Regions from separate parts of the Rattus norvegicus genome. Here region 2 is linked to region 1. The links are chromatin contacts, called in public Hi-C maps. All regions are on one chromosome and are shown on one strand. Each heading gives the region's core, a stretch centred on a gene start, on an enhancer-like site or on the middle of the called end of the contact. The rest is flanking DNA. Distances are from core to core; before and after follow the strand shown.

Evidence for each region. Hi-C and Micro-C count contacts between places; a contact is called where the count stands out from the background.
Region 2: a contact with region 1 is called in a Hi-C map of the A7r5 cell line, with 2.6 times the contacts expected there. The contact joins two enhancer-like sites. A contact is called at or near these places in 5 of 12 Hi-C or Micro-C datasets (the A7r5 cell line, hepatocytes, kidney and 2 more).

The regions. Positions count from the first base shown.
Region 1 is chr5:51,228,161-51,234,681 of GRCr8, forward strand. LOC120103146 (a long non-coding RNA gene) reads left to right here. Exons shown (of 3, transcript XR_005505252.2): 2 at 395-526; 3 at 782-1,660. Among named protein-coding and RNA genes, the nearest start is that of Map3k7, 77 kb to the left of the region's middle. Within about 2 kb of position 3,736, at least 5 of the 93 cell types and tissues checked have an H3K27ac peak or open chromatin away from gene starts, as enhancers often do. A contact at or near this core is called in the A7r5 cell line, where this site is marked.
Region 2 is chr5:51,530,426-51,536,946 of GRCr8, forward strand. All of the region lies in intron 1 of Bach2 (BTB domain and CNC homolog 2), which reads left to right. Among named protein-coding and RNA genes, the nearest start is that of Bach2, 20 kb to the left of the region's middle. Within about 2 kb of position 3,801, at least 14 of the 93 cell types and tissues checked have an H3K27ac peak or open chromatin away from gene starts, as enhancers often do. A contact at or near this core is called in the A7r5 cell line, where this site is marked.

The sequences.
Region 1 (6,521 bases), core at 2,486-4,985:
ACATAACAGATTTTTTTATTTTAATGATAATTGCAAACTCATGCAGAAAATGTAAATGCACATTTCATGATTAGCTTGCAGCATAAACTATGGCTTCTATTAATGTATTCCAATTTGTAATTCTTTTCACAGTATGAGATTTGAAAGCTGTGATTAAAATTAATTAGGTTAAGTAAAGTTTATCCCCCCTGAGCACAGCTATTGGGAAAAAGCAATAAGGAAATGCAGACTACATCTGGCTGTGCAGGAAGCAGCATCTTCAACAGAAGTCGCTGACCCCTTTTCTCCCACAGAGGCTACACGCTGCTTACTTGGCAGATCTCAAGCACCGCGTCTCTCCTCGAGGAGCTAATTGAACCATTAAACTATTTTTTGCTGTCTCACAAAACCACAGAGGCTGTGGCTACATCATCTTCAAACGTGGATCCACCAACTGTTTAAACACCACGAACCTGGGGCGAGGCGCGCCCTTTTCTGGAAAGCCCCGGATGCTGGAAATCCTATTTCTCACATGACCGTGCTGGAGGTAAGCGGGTGCCCGGGAACAAAGACCCTGGTGGCTACACCCAGGTCCTGGCTGCTTTCCTGGGTTCCACTCCGTCTACGGTTCCACAGCTAACTGAAACAAAATGGGATTTTAACCCGTGTGGCACATTAGTTTGAAGCTCACCGCCAATTCCGTTACGATGGGAGCTGTCCTAGTTAGGTCTCTGTTGCTGCGATAAACACCATGACCAAGAGCGAGCGACTGGGGAAATAAGCGCTTTATTTCATCGCGCAGGTCGCAATCAATCACTGAAGCCAGTCAGGACAGAATTAAGGCATGAACAAAGGAAGAGGCCATGCAGGAACGCCGTTTATTGGCTTCTTCACTATGGCTTGCTCAGCCTGCTCTGGAGCACCTGCCCAGGGACAGCACCCTCCACGACGACCTGGGTTCTCTCTCCTGCAACAATTATCAATCAAGAAAGTACCCCACAGCCTTGCCTACAGGTCAACAGGTTGCCTCTTTCCAGATGACTGTCGCTTGTGTTAAAATCAAAAACAAAAACAAACAAACAAAAAAACAAAACTCACCAAACAAACAAACCCTAACCAACACGGAAACTAAGGCAAAGTTGTTTTTTTTTTTTAAGATTTATTTATTTATTATATTTAAGTACACTGTAGCTGCCTTCAGACACACCAGAAGAGGGCATCAGACCTCTTTATAGATGGTTGTGAGCCAGCCTGGAGAGATGGCTTAGCCATTAAAGGTTAGGCTCACAACTAAAAATATAAGACAAAGTTTTGACATCTCCAGAAGGCTGCCAAGCCTTCCAGTAATAAAGAAACAGATACCCTCCTGAAGGTTTTCTAGTAGACACAGGGGTTCCTTTCTTGGTACCCAGAAACTTGTCTGATTGCTGCTTCATTCATTCCCCTGATCAGAGTTTCAGCTCTTTCTGGTCCAGACTCTGGGAACAAGGGTATGCATGTGAAACACACAACTCTCCTGGGCTCTCCTGATCTGTATGCTGGAATGGTGGGCCCTCTTCCCGTAACTCCTCCTCCTGGCTGCCTGCATGGTGACCTGGTCCTATGGGTTCCAGCTAATCATGTGTGACACTGCACTAGCATGCGGCTGAGAAACCTGGGTGTGGGTATTTGAAATGGTATATCTTCCAGGGCCTTGGGAGGTGTGGGGGGAGGGAGGGGCAGAGAAGGGAGTGGGCAGACTTCACGTGTAGAAGTCCGGGCTTCATTTGTATTTCTGTCACTGATACTAGGTAAGGCACAAAGGTTTCTCGCCTTTAAAATCCTGCAGTGTTTGAGTCCCTGCCCTACCCAAGTTCCTGCTCTGACTTTCCCCGGTGATTGTCTATTATCTGGAAGAGAAGGATGAGAGAAACTTTCCTTCCCAGGTCGCTTTTGGCCATACAGCATTTATCACAGCTACAGGAAGCATGAATTACTCTCCAAAATGTGGTGACTCGCATGTGATTCTCATATGAAAGACCCCAGGTTCCAGGAGACTAAATTCAACATAAGCCTTCACTTTGGGTGTGGTCTGTGTCTGTGTGCAGGTGTGTACACACATGTGCGTGCAAGTGTGCACAGGCCTTTTAAGACCAGGGTTCCACCTCAGGCATCATTCCTCAGAAACGGTCGCCTGCGTTTTTATTTGTGTGAGGGTGGGTGTTGTGAGTTGCTCTGCCCTCCTCTGCGTGTGGAGTCCATGGCCAATGTCGGGCGTCCTCCTGCCATGCTTTACACAACACTATTTTTTTAATAAGTCTGTTAATGAACTTGGACTTTGTCATTTCAGCTATACGGGCCAGGCAGTTCTCAAGTCTGGCTTCCAAGGATCAAACTCAGGTGTCAGACTTACCCTGTCAGAGCTGTCTTAGGTTCTGAGGATCTGAGCCCAGGTCCCCATGTTTTTGCAGTAAGCACTTTATCCACTGAGTCATCTCCCTGGCTTCACCTTGCTTTTTGAGACTCAGTCTCTCAGTGAAACCTGGAATTCACTGACGCAGGATGGCTGGCCAGCAAGTCCTAAGGATCCTCCCAGCTCTGCCTCCCCAGCCCTGGGGCTTCAGAGGGATACAGCTACTCTTGGCTTTGTAAAAATAATGTGTGTTTGGTTTGTGTGTATGGTGTATGTGTCTGTGTTTATATGTGTTTGTGTGTGTGTGTATGTGTGTGTGTTTGATATGTGTGTAGTGTGTGTTTGTGTTTGTGTGTGTGTTTGTATGTGTGTGTGGTATGTGTCGTGTGTGTGTCTGTGTTTGTACGTGTGTGTGTATTGGTCTGTGTGTTTGTGTATGTGTGTCTGTGTTTGTATGTGTGTGCATGTTGGTGTGTGTGTGTGTGTGTGTGTGTGTGTGTGTGTGTGTGTGTGTGCATGGTGTGTGATCATCTCAGAGGATCACTATGAGTTTGCTCTCTCCTTCCAAGGATCAAACTCAGGTGTCAGACTTACCCTGTGAGAGCCATTTAGCTGTCTCAGGCTTAGATTTTTTTTTAAGTCAGTAAATATAATGTAAGTAAGTTTTAAATTGCCCTGGGAGGTTTTAGACTATGAATACTTGGGAGAGATTTTTGAACCTATCACTTTGGTACAGCTCCCAAATTCTGTGGCTCTGTGATCATTGAGGAGCAGGCTGCCCATGGAGAGCAGTATTTCATAGTCTCAGGGCCAGTGATGCAAAGGAACGAGCCCACATCTAAAATCCAGAGGAGAGCGTCCGCAAGTACGGAATCTTTCCCCGAAACTCAGAAATTAAATGAAGGAGTTTTAAACGTGGTAGCAAAACTTAAAAGGGAAGCAAGGGACACGCATTTAGAAGTCAGAGAACAGAGGGCTGAGGACACAAGGGTGTTACCTGGGGATAATGAGTGGCCTTCTTCACGCTAGGCCAGCACTGTGCTATTGAGATGCCTCGTTGCTTCTCTGGACCCCCCTTGCTTTCAGAGAAAATGGGTTTTACCCTTCCCCAAAGACATTACCAACTAGACGCCAACTGAGCCGCCAGATGAGTAAACTACCCCTGTCCTATAATTATCACAAACTTGTCAGTTATTTGCGGACATTATGAAACAAAATTAGAGAATCATTAAAAGCTTTCGACAATATGCCTCTCGATAAATTCTTCAAAGGAGAATTTTTCGCATAGCGGGGTCCAGGATGTTACCGGCCATGCCTTCTCCAGCCACTAGATGGCAGTACACGCACAGGCTTCCAAAGGTCTTTTATTTGGCGACAGCCAGTATTGCTAAGAAGGCCGGCTTTGTTTTTCTTTTTTGTCCTCCCTAACTTCAGATTACTGGTGTCAGATTCAGTGTTTTTGGCCACTCGGACTTTCCTCTCCGCTTCCAGTCTCTCCAGAGGCTTCACAGTTTTGCTGGGGAGAAACCACCATGGAGCCTTCTGGGTAATTGAATATAGTGACTTGAGAAAAAACCTTTGACTTCCGGCCCCCTGGACTGGTGGGTTTATTCTACAAGCTCCGTCCAGATAACCAGCCTCCTGGTCACTTCCCCGTTGGGACCAGCTGTTCAAAGGAAAATTCAGATTCAGAAGCAGGGAATTTATAGGAAGCAATTTTTTTTTTTGGTTCTTTTTTTTTCTTTCTTTTTTTTTTTTTTTTTTCGGAGCTGGGGACCGAACCCAGGGCCTTGCGCTTCCTAGGCAAGCGCTCTACCACTGAGCTAAATCCCCAACCCCTAGGAAGCAATTTTTAAAACGTACATACCTGTGTGTATGTACGTCCCATGTGTGTGCTTGCCCATGGATATCAAAATAGGATGTTAGCTCCCCTTGAACTGAAGACACAAGAGGTTTGGAACAGGAGGGTGTGAGTGCTGGATACTAAATTAGGATCCTTTGGAAAAATGGGATTCCCCAGAAGAGTAACAAGCCTTCCTCACCAATGAGTCATATCACCACCAACCCAGCCCCCAACCCCGACTCGGAGCAAAAACTTTCCCCCACTGTATCCTAAGAGTCTCATTTCAGAGGAGAACATCTCTGAGGGTAATTGAGCTGCTGCTCTGGGAAGGTATGCCCCGAGCAGAGTTATAATTACTAGTATTATAAGTATTGGTACCTACTAGATAAACAGTAAGTGCTGTGCCAAACTCACTCTGAAGATTACTTCACTCACTCAGTGACAGCAAGGGCTTGTTCCGAGCACTTGAATTTGAAACCAGGTCTGCCTGACTCAAAACCGCTGTTCGTTTTTCAACGCGTACATATTTAAAACAGAGGAGCCAGTGACAGAGTCCTGTCCCTTGCGCCCATCTATCCTAGCTTCTAGTTCGGAATGCTTTGGTGAAGTTCAAATGCAGATAAAACTAGCCATGTACATCAGACTGGAGCCTTCTAGAAGTTCCAGTGGCCGGCCCAGGGGAAACTGGGTCAGATGAGCCCATCCTGAAGACCAAGAAATTCAATAATGGTCGGTTGGGCTCTGATCCCAATCGAAGGCTTGTGTGTGCTGGGGGCCAGGGGGACGACGGGGCGGGGACGGCATGGGGGTGCTGTGCTCCAGATAAAGAGAAGGGGCTGGGAAAATCTGATCTCTGCACTCAGTTCTGTGGACTTACCGGGGGAGTGGTCCTCCTTCTCAGTGCCTCTGGGTTGAGCCCTGCTTGCTTAGATCCTAGAATCTTTTGGGAGCCCAGATCTCGCAAGCCTGCAGATGTTAACTCCACTCATGAAAACGTACCCCAGAATTGTAAATCTTCCTCTGGGTTTGGTTCCCACGTGCTTGTTCAGGACTTGCTTTTACCTGTCTTTATGAAAATGAGAAGAGAGCAAGGTGGCGTTGAGAGACCCTTCCCTTTGAGATTCTCCTTCCTGGGTTAAATTCTGGCCTGTGGTACTTGCAAGCTTATTTGATGGCTAACATTATTTCCTGGAAAAGCATATTTTTGGCAAGGGTAGATTGATCCTTTCTTCCCTTCCCAGCTCCTGATCTCTTTCCTCTACCCCCTTAGTGCTGGGATTACTACAGCAATGACCTGGTTTATATGGCCCTAGGCATCAAACCATAGCAAAGGCAAGCTAGGCGAGTACTGTACCAACCGTGAGACATTTACAGTCTCCTTTCTTTGGAATTTCCAATTTAAAAAGTTACTCCCAACTGCCATCTGCAGTTACTCCCAACTGTAGACTGCCATCTAGTGGTCATCATAGCTCACGGTCACTGACTTTTTGAGAGTACAAATTGTTTCTCTCTCTCTTTCTCTTGTGTGTTTGGGGTATAAGTGTATACATGCATGTAGATGGATGTGTGTATGTATACACAGTGAAGGTGTATGTCGAGGTGGGGAGTGCATGTCCGAGTGTATGTGTGTGTGCGCCTGTACGTGTGTGCACATTTTTTTTTTCTTTTCTTTTTTTTTTTTTCGGAGCTGGGGACCGAATCCAGGGCCTTGCGCTTGCTAGGCAAGCGCTCTTCCGCTGAGCTAAATCTCCAACCCCATGTGTGCACATTTTAAGGTATATGGGTTTGTACTCACTAATTGCCAACAGCAGAAATGTTTATCATTAAAAGATTCAGGTTTTTGGAGAGATGGCTCAGCGGTTAAGAGCACTCTCTTATGACTGCTCTTTTAGAGGTCCTGAGTTCAATTCCCCACAACCACATGGTGGCTCATAACCATTTGTAATGAATCCAATGACCTATTCTGGTGTGTTCAAAGACAGCTGCAGTGTACTTGTACATAAAATAAATAAATAAACCTTTTAAAAAGATTCCAGTTTTGAAATGTTTCTAGAAATATTTGGAGTGAATAAACCTGTTCTAAATCCATGTGGGCCGAGATGAAAGCACCTTGATTTCCCAACATCCTCCACTGAAAGGGTTGAGCGCATCACGCTATGGGTGAGTGTCCCATAACAAGGATAAGGATTTGCAAAGCTGAAGTCTCGAGGATGTACCAGAAGCCATCATGCTCATGAGCTCAGGACAGAAGACATCTCTTTAGGATGTCCTATGGTTCTCCAAAAGCTGGGAGGTTTGCCAGAGCCT
Region 2 (6,521 bases), core at 2,551-5,050, 300 kb after region 1:
CACACAAGGGAAACGTTTGGCGTTGACCTGTAGAAGTCAGTGTTTTTTTATTTATTATTTATTTGTGTTGAAAACAGAGGAGCGGGGAGGGAGGGAAGGGGGGGGGAGAGAGAGAGAGAGAGAGAGAGAGAGAGAGAGAGAGAGAGAGAGAGAAAGAGAGCGCGCATGCATGCTAGCTCCTTCCCTCACCTCATTTTCGAGAGTGCCAGTCTTTAGAGCTATTTAATACGAACTCATCATTACTAGCTTTGGTTTGGTTTAGTTTGGTTTGGTTTGGTTCCTTTGGTTTTGTTGTTGTTGTTGTTTTTTTTTTTTGTTTGTTTGTTTTGAGACAGATTCTGTAGACCAGACTGGCTTTGAACTCACAGAGATCTGCTTGCCTCTGCCTCCTGAGTGCTGGGATTAAAGGTGTGCCCTACCACGTTCTGCTCAGTAGTAACTTTTTAGGGTTCTCTGAGGTACTCTGATAGTTTGAAGCACTTAGGTTAGATTTTTCACCATGAATTCAAAACTGCATATAACATTACTAACCATCTCCTTAGGTTCTCCTTACTACAATAAGCTCGTAAATCGCCGGTGTCCGCTTTGATTGTACTGAAGTGTGCACGATGGCGAGCATTTTTTTTTACCGTGTGTATTTACATATGTACTCCTGATAGACACAAATGAGTCAAGGCCTAGGTACCAATTCCTTCACACCCTCCGAATTCGAACCACAAGGAAAAGTACAGAAAATGTCATCTGAAACCGAAACTATCATGTTAACATAAAATGACCGAAATAGCTATGTATAAAAATCCCAAAAGTTAGGGACCAGTTCTTAGCTAAACCCATGTGTAGAAAAATAAAGATGCGTGTAAATAAAATGACGTTTTAGAAGTCGGTAGCGTGTTAATAACGTCAGATGCAAGCAGTTGGCTTCCGGTCTGACGGCTCTCAAAAGGAGCTGGGGGCAGGTACTGAAAAATTTAGGGCTGTCCCTGATAATCGCAGACCAACTGTCATATCTGTTGGCAATATATTGTATACCATTGGGCTTAATGGCACTAACCAATGACCTCTGGCCTTCATTGTCAGATGAAGCTGATGTTGTCTAGACCACTGACATCAGCCAGGAGCCTCTTGCACCTCCAAGTTCAGGGGGTCCGGCAAATCCTCTCCCTCCACCCTAGTTTACAGTGTACGCAAACAGCACCTCAAAGCTTGTTTCCAGAATTAAATGCAAAGGTGCCTAGATAGACCCTGACCCAACTGTAGTAAGTAGGTGTTCAGTAGATGGCTTAATTTACAGAAAACAATCAAGTCCAGAATTCTGTCTATCTGGGAGAGTATATTTCTTAGTACAAATTGATCAGTGACGTTTTAACTTTATCTGTCAGTCTGGCATCTATGAGTTCGGGCAAAATGGTTCCTACCTATATGAACACGTGTGAATGACTCTTTCTGTGTGTGCAAGGCTGAACTCTCAGATTGGGGTTGCCCTGCCTCCCCAGGAAGAGCCTGCTGGGAGCCGGCCCCAGCCAGTTTTGCTGTTTTACCCCAGCTGCCCCCAGTTCTTGTTATACTTTGAGTGAAATTGTTTTTTTTTCTTTCCTTCTTTGACCAAATAACAGGGAACAGGGGTGTGTGTGCACACGCTTGTGTGTGTGTGTGTGTGTGTGTGTGTGTGTGTGTGCGTGTGCGCGCGCGCGCGCACTGGTATGTGTGCAGACTCACACGTGTGCCAAAGTGCCACGGCAAACAAGATAAATAGGAATCCCACTCATGTATTTCTCAGATGCTATTGACCCGATCTATTTTTACCGTGACAGATCCTTCCGGTTAGGAGGTGCTTTCCACAGACACATTCTATTGTGCAATCGAAAATTCGGTACATCTGCCTCTAAGTTTCTCTGCGTCTCTCAGGTGGCCACACCCAAGCCTTTCAGACTACTGTGCTCACCACAGACTTGAGCTGTTACTTAAGTAAAGGATCTTAGCTCCCCTCCAATTGTGATTTTTCCCTCCAGAAGGATTGGTGATTTTGTTTGCTTGTTTGCTTGCCGGATCATGTTCTTAACGTCGAGGAGGGCCAGCTATATGGCTGTAACAGACTTAAGTTAAAAACGGTGTAATTGTGCCTATTGCCTTGACTTCAGACTTAATGACCACTCCCACCCCACGCTCCTTCAGTCATGGTCTCTTAATGGGGACACCGTGTATCTGAGAGTTCCATCCCACCCTTACCACAGAGGTCCCTAAACTTTCCCTTAACCTCTGCTCCCTAAAATACTGACAAAAACACTGTGTACATTGAGCACTTCACGCTGAGCACCTTGTGAGGGGGAGCCCTGGATATGGGGGCCACTGCCACAGAAGTGGACAGAGGACATGGGTAGATCATGGCCCTGAAAAACTAGCCTCTGTGTTTCATGATGAGCAAAAACTGGGGTTGCACATTTGTCCTCCTGCCTGTTTTGTGCCAACCTCACAAGGGACTACTAATTTCTGTCATTCTGATATATCTTAAGTTTCTAGTTAAGAATACTACCTCTATATAGTCATTTCTGTCCTTTTATAGCCATTACAGCGAAATAAAGCAGAAGCTTCAGTGTGTAGCTAGCAGTGTATCTTTGAGAGTGTGTTCAAAAGTTAGAGTAGGTGTTCTCTCAGAGGACTGTCAGGACTTCGATCACCTCGGGAGGCTGTGATGGAAACGCTAGCTGATTTTGGCTCCAGTGTCACCTGTATGCTTGAGTAGAGCTGAGCTGAGTTTATTTGTGTCTATGTCATTGTACTTTCTATTCTAGGGACCAGGACAGCCAGGAGTCTAATGGTAGACCAAACTACTAGCTCCTGTTTCAACACTGAGGTGGGTAGGGTAGCAGTTTTCCTTTCTGCTTAAATACAGCAGAGGGGCAATCTCCCAGGATATTTCTTGCCCCCTCCCCAAAAGCCATCCATACATTGTGGTTTAGAGAGTGGAGGGAAGGCTGGGTCACACAAGGAATTTTCAAAGTTGGTTACCAGAGTGACAAAGAACCAAGTGTATTTATGTAGTTGTCATAATGTAACGTTCTGTCTGCAGTTTTTAAGTCGAGCCCATCAGCACACAGACTCTTTAGCCTCTGCTCCCGGGAGGTAGACAGTATAAGGCAGTAGATACTAAAGCTTGCAGATGTGAAGACCAGTGCACTGCAATAGTTTATAAACATGAATGGTCCTACTTCGTGCCAGGTAACCACCAGCAGATAACACTCCATTCAGGGATTTTTTTTATTTAAATAACTTCATTCTTTTCTTTGCCATTGAAGTAGAAAAACAGGGGAGTGAAGTAAATGTAAGAAAAGGAAAAAAAACACATAATTTCACCATCAGAGAAAATCCTGTTAGATTTTTCGGCACATTTAGTGTGTCTTTTTAAATCATATCCCTGTATTTTGTGTAATTGAGATCCATGTGTGTAATTTTGCTGTGTGCTTTCTTCATAGCCTGTTTTTGTCGTGAGAATTTTTAGAACGCCGTTCTCGTGGTTTTTCTATGCTAGAGTAATTTGAGAGTCGATGCCCAGCTTTCAGTCCCCTGTAACAGTCATTTACTGTACAGGACGTCAAAGACCATTCTGAGTGTGTGCAAGTGCCCCAGGCCTGCTTCCGATACGGACCTATTGTTCACCTAAAGTGGAAGCCCAGTCCCCCTGCAAGTTTCCTCAGGCTGGGTGGCTACAAGCTTTCTCTGCCCCCATGGACTTATCAGGCCCCGAGCACACACATGCCTGTTTATAGCAGCCTTCCTGATCCGAAGCCACGGCATGGGCTTTGGAAAACTGCCCAGCTGCATACCATTCATACCCCGGACTCTCAGCTTCTGGTTACTAATCAGGTGCTCTTAACCCCTTCAGTCTCCACAGCCGTCACTCCACATAGGGCCCTGACCATGGGAACAGTCCCTGACTGGTTACCTGCCTGGTTATGTTCATGTGCACAAATGAGGTGACCCAATGACTGCAGTATACGAAAGCAGCTTGTAGAGTCTGCCCTCCTCTTAACACCCTTAGCCTTACCTAAGTTCTGGGTTGTTTCTACTCCTTCAAGCTTCAGCCCTGTATCTCACAGACCCTCGGCAGCCTTCCACGGGATGACAGAGATGGGTGTGCCTTGGCTAGGGTTAGAACAAAGGTCAGTTGAAGGAAAGCCTCTACCTGACAAAGCTTCACCTGATCAGGTGCTCCCCGAGGAACACGCTCCTCTTACCACTGCTTCTGTCCTTGGACCAGTCTGGGTGATGGGGAAGGGGGAGGAGGGAGGTACAGAACCAGATTGTGTAGGAATCTTGGGGGAGGTTGAGAATCCTTTCTAGAATTCTGTTTCCTTGCCAAAGTCTGCCTTATTTTCTTCAAAGCACAAACAACAGCCCCTTGACCTGGGAATCAAGGAGGGAATTTGCACATGTGCGGTCATAGCACCCTAGAAAGGAGGAGTCCCAAGAAGGAGAGAATGTTCTATGCATCTCTTCTGTTTACAGAATCCCTTCTAAGCTCGAATGAATCAGGTTTTCCTGCCTGGCACTTTCTGAAATATTACCTTGTTCACTGTGACCACCGTGTCTGTGGGTCCTGGCACCCGGTTTCAGGTGACACAGTGTGCGAGCTGCTTCGAACTTCAGAAAGGCGGCCATGAGGAAAGGAAAGAGTGCTGCAGCCTGTGCTGGTGAAGACTAAATCGACAGCCTTCGTGGGTCTGAGGAGCACAGAGAGATCGCTTCTGCCACCTTTTATGGCTAAGGATGCTTATTCATGCCCCTTCCAACCACCCCGAATTTAGTCTCTCATCAGCACTGTTGCAACTCCCGTGGGACACCGTAACGTATATGCCTGCTGGCTGCGTGCATGATGTGAGGGTTGGTATGAGATTCAGCCAGCACTCATTAACTAGCTCTGCTTATTAAATCTTCACAGTAAACAGAACTCAGTCAAACATCCTGGAGTATAGACAGCTCCCAGAGCCCTAGAGCAGGTCTCCAGCAATAAGGGAGTAGTCTGAGTGGCCCATCAAACCAGCCCCTGTCTGGACTCACCTCCCGCATGCAGTGAGGCTTGCCAGATGTACACACTACTTTCCCTGAAGGCAATAAGGATGGGCAGTAACCATTTTCTCACCTGGACTTCACCGTTTCTGTCAAGAATAACCAATGCCTGTTAAAACGTCTTGTTCTGTTAAGTGTAGGTTTGACAAGGGCTCCGTGGGTTATTAGGAATGTTGGAGTTTCATAGATCATGCTTCATATACTGGGTTCATAGTCAACCACTTCCGGGATAGCAGAGTTAAGGCACAAAGTTCATCGGGTGACATTACAGAATTATATAACTATAAACATAAGTGCCAACCTCAGCCATTAGATTTCCCCATAAATAACCTCACATAAACATTTGAGGTTGAACATCTAGCACTGAAGAGGTAGGAAGGTTGTAAGTTCAAGGCCAGCTTGGGCTGCATAGGAAGACCCCGCCTGAATAAAATAAAATGGAACAATGCAGCAGGAGATGGAGGTGCATTTGAATTACTGAGTGAGTGCTTCAGGTGCGATCGATACTGCGCTGGGGGAGACTGGCCACCCATGTGATGTGTATCATCCTTCCCGTAGGGGGTCGGTTACAGAAAGCTGCAGGCTTCTCGGGCCGCTGCCTGGAAGATTGTGTATCTGTCTCAATCCCAGAACGACTGTTTCATTTACCCTGTGCGTTTAAACCACCTTCACAATTTCAGTCCCATTCGTGTGTGGAACCTGGAGACCAGTGGGAAGTCAGGATCTTAGCCCCAACCAAAGACAAGACCAGACAAGACATGATAAGAGAAAGAACTGTAGAGTGACCAAGCTGAAGGGGAGGCAGGTGGACCTGGGGAAGCAAGGAAGCCTTGTCAGAGAAGCTGTCATTTGCCTTCAGGACTGTGGAGGGTCTTGCCAAGCAGAGGCAACAGAGATGCACCGTAGAGAGGAGAAAGCAAGGCTGGTGTTCAGGGGTCATCATGACTCACATTTCTATCTAAGAGAGAAAAAGAAGACGTTAGGTTCAGAGATGAGCAGATCGGTGAGAGCCACAGAGCAGTGGAAGCAAATGCTTCAGCTGTACAACACAGAGAGGGATGCTCTCAGTGTTTGCCCAAAATGCTCTTTGAGTAATCGTGCCCTGGGATCCACCCGACACCCGTCACATTCCCATCTCAAGGGAGTTCTTCTAAGGATGGCTTGATGATCTAAAAAGAGCTCGCAAGGTTCGTGAATGCTGGTTCAGGGCTCCATCCTGGGGAAGCTGATTTCGGGAGAGTGGGACCTGATACTGATTGGACCTTTGGTCAATGAAGACAGCAAGAGCTGAGGGAGTATGGACAGTGTGTCGTTCTGTTATTTATTTACTAAGGATTTACTCATATTTAAAATTAAATTACACGAAATGATTTTGCATATGTGTGATACCACTGTGCTCAAATTTAAATTCCCATAAAACAAAACAAAAAAACAAAAAAGCTAAGACTGTGAGTCCT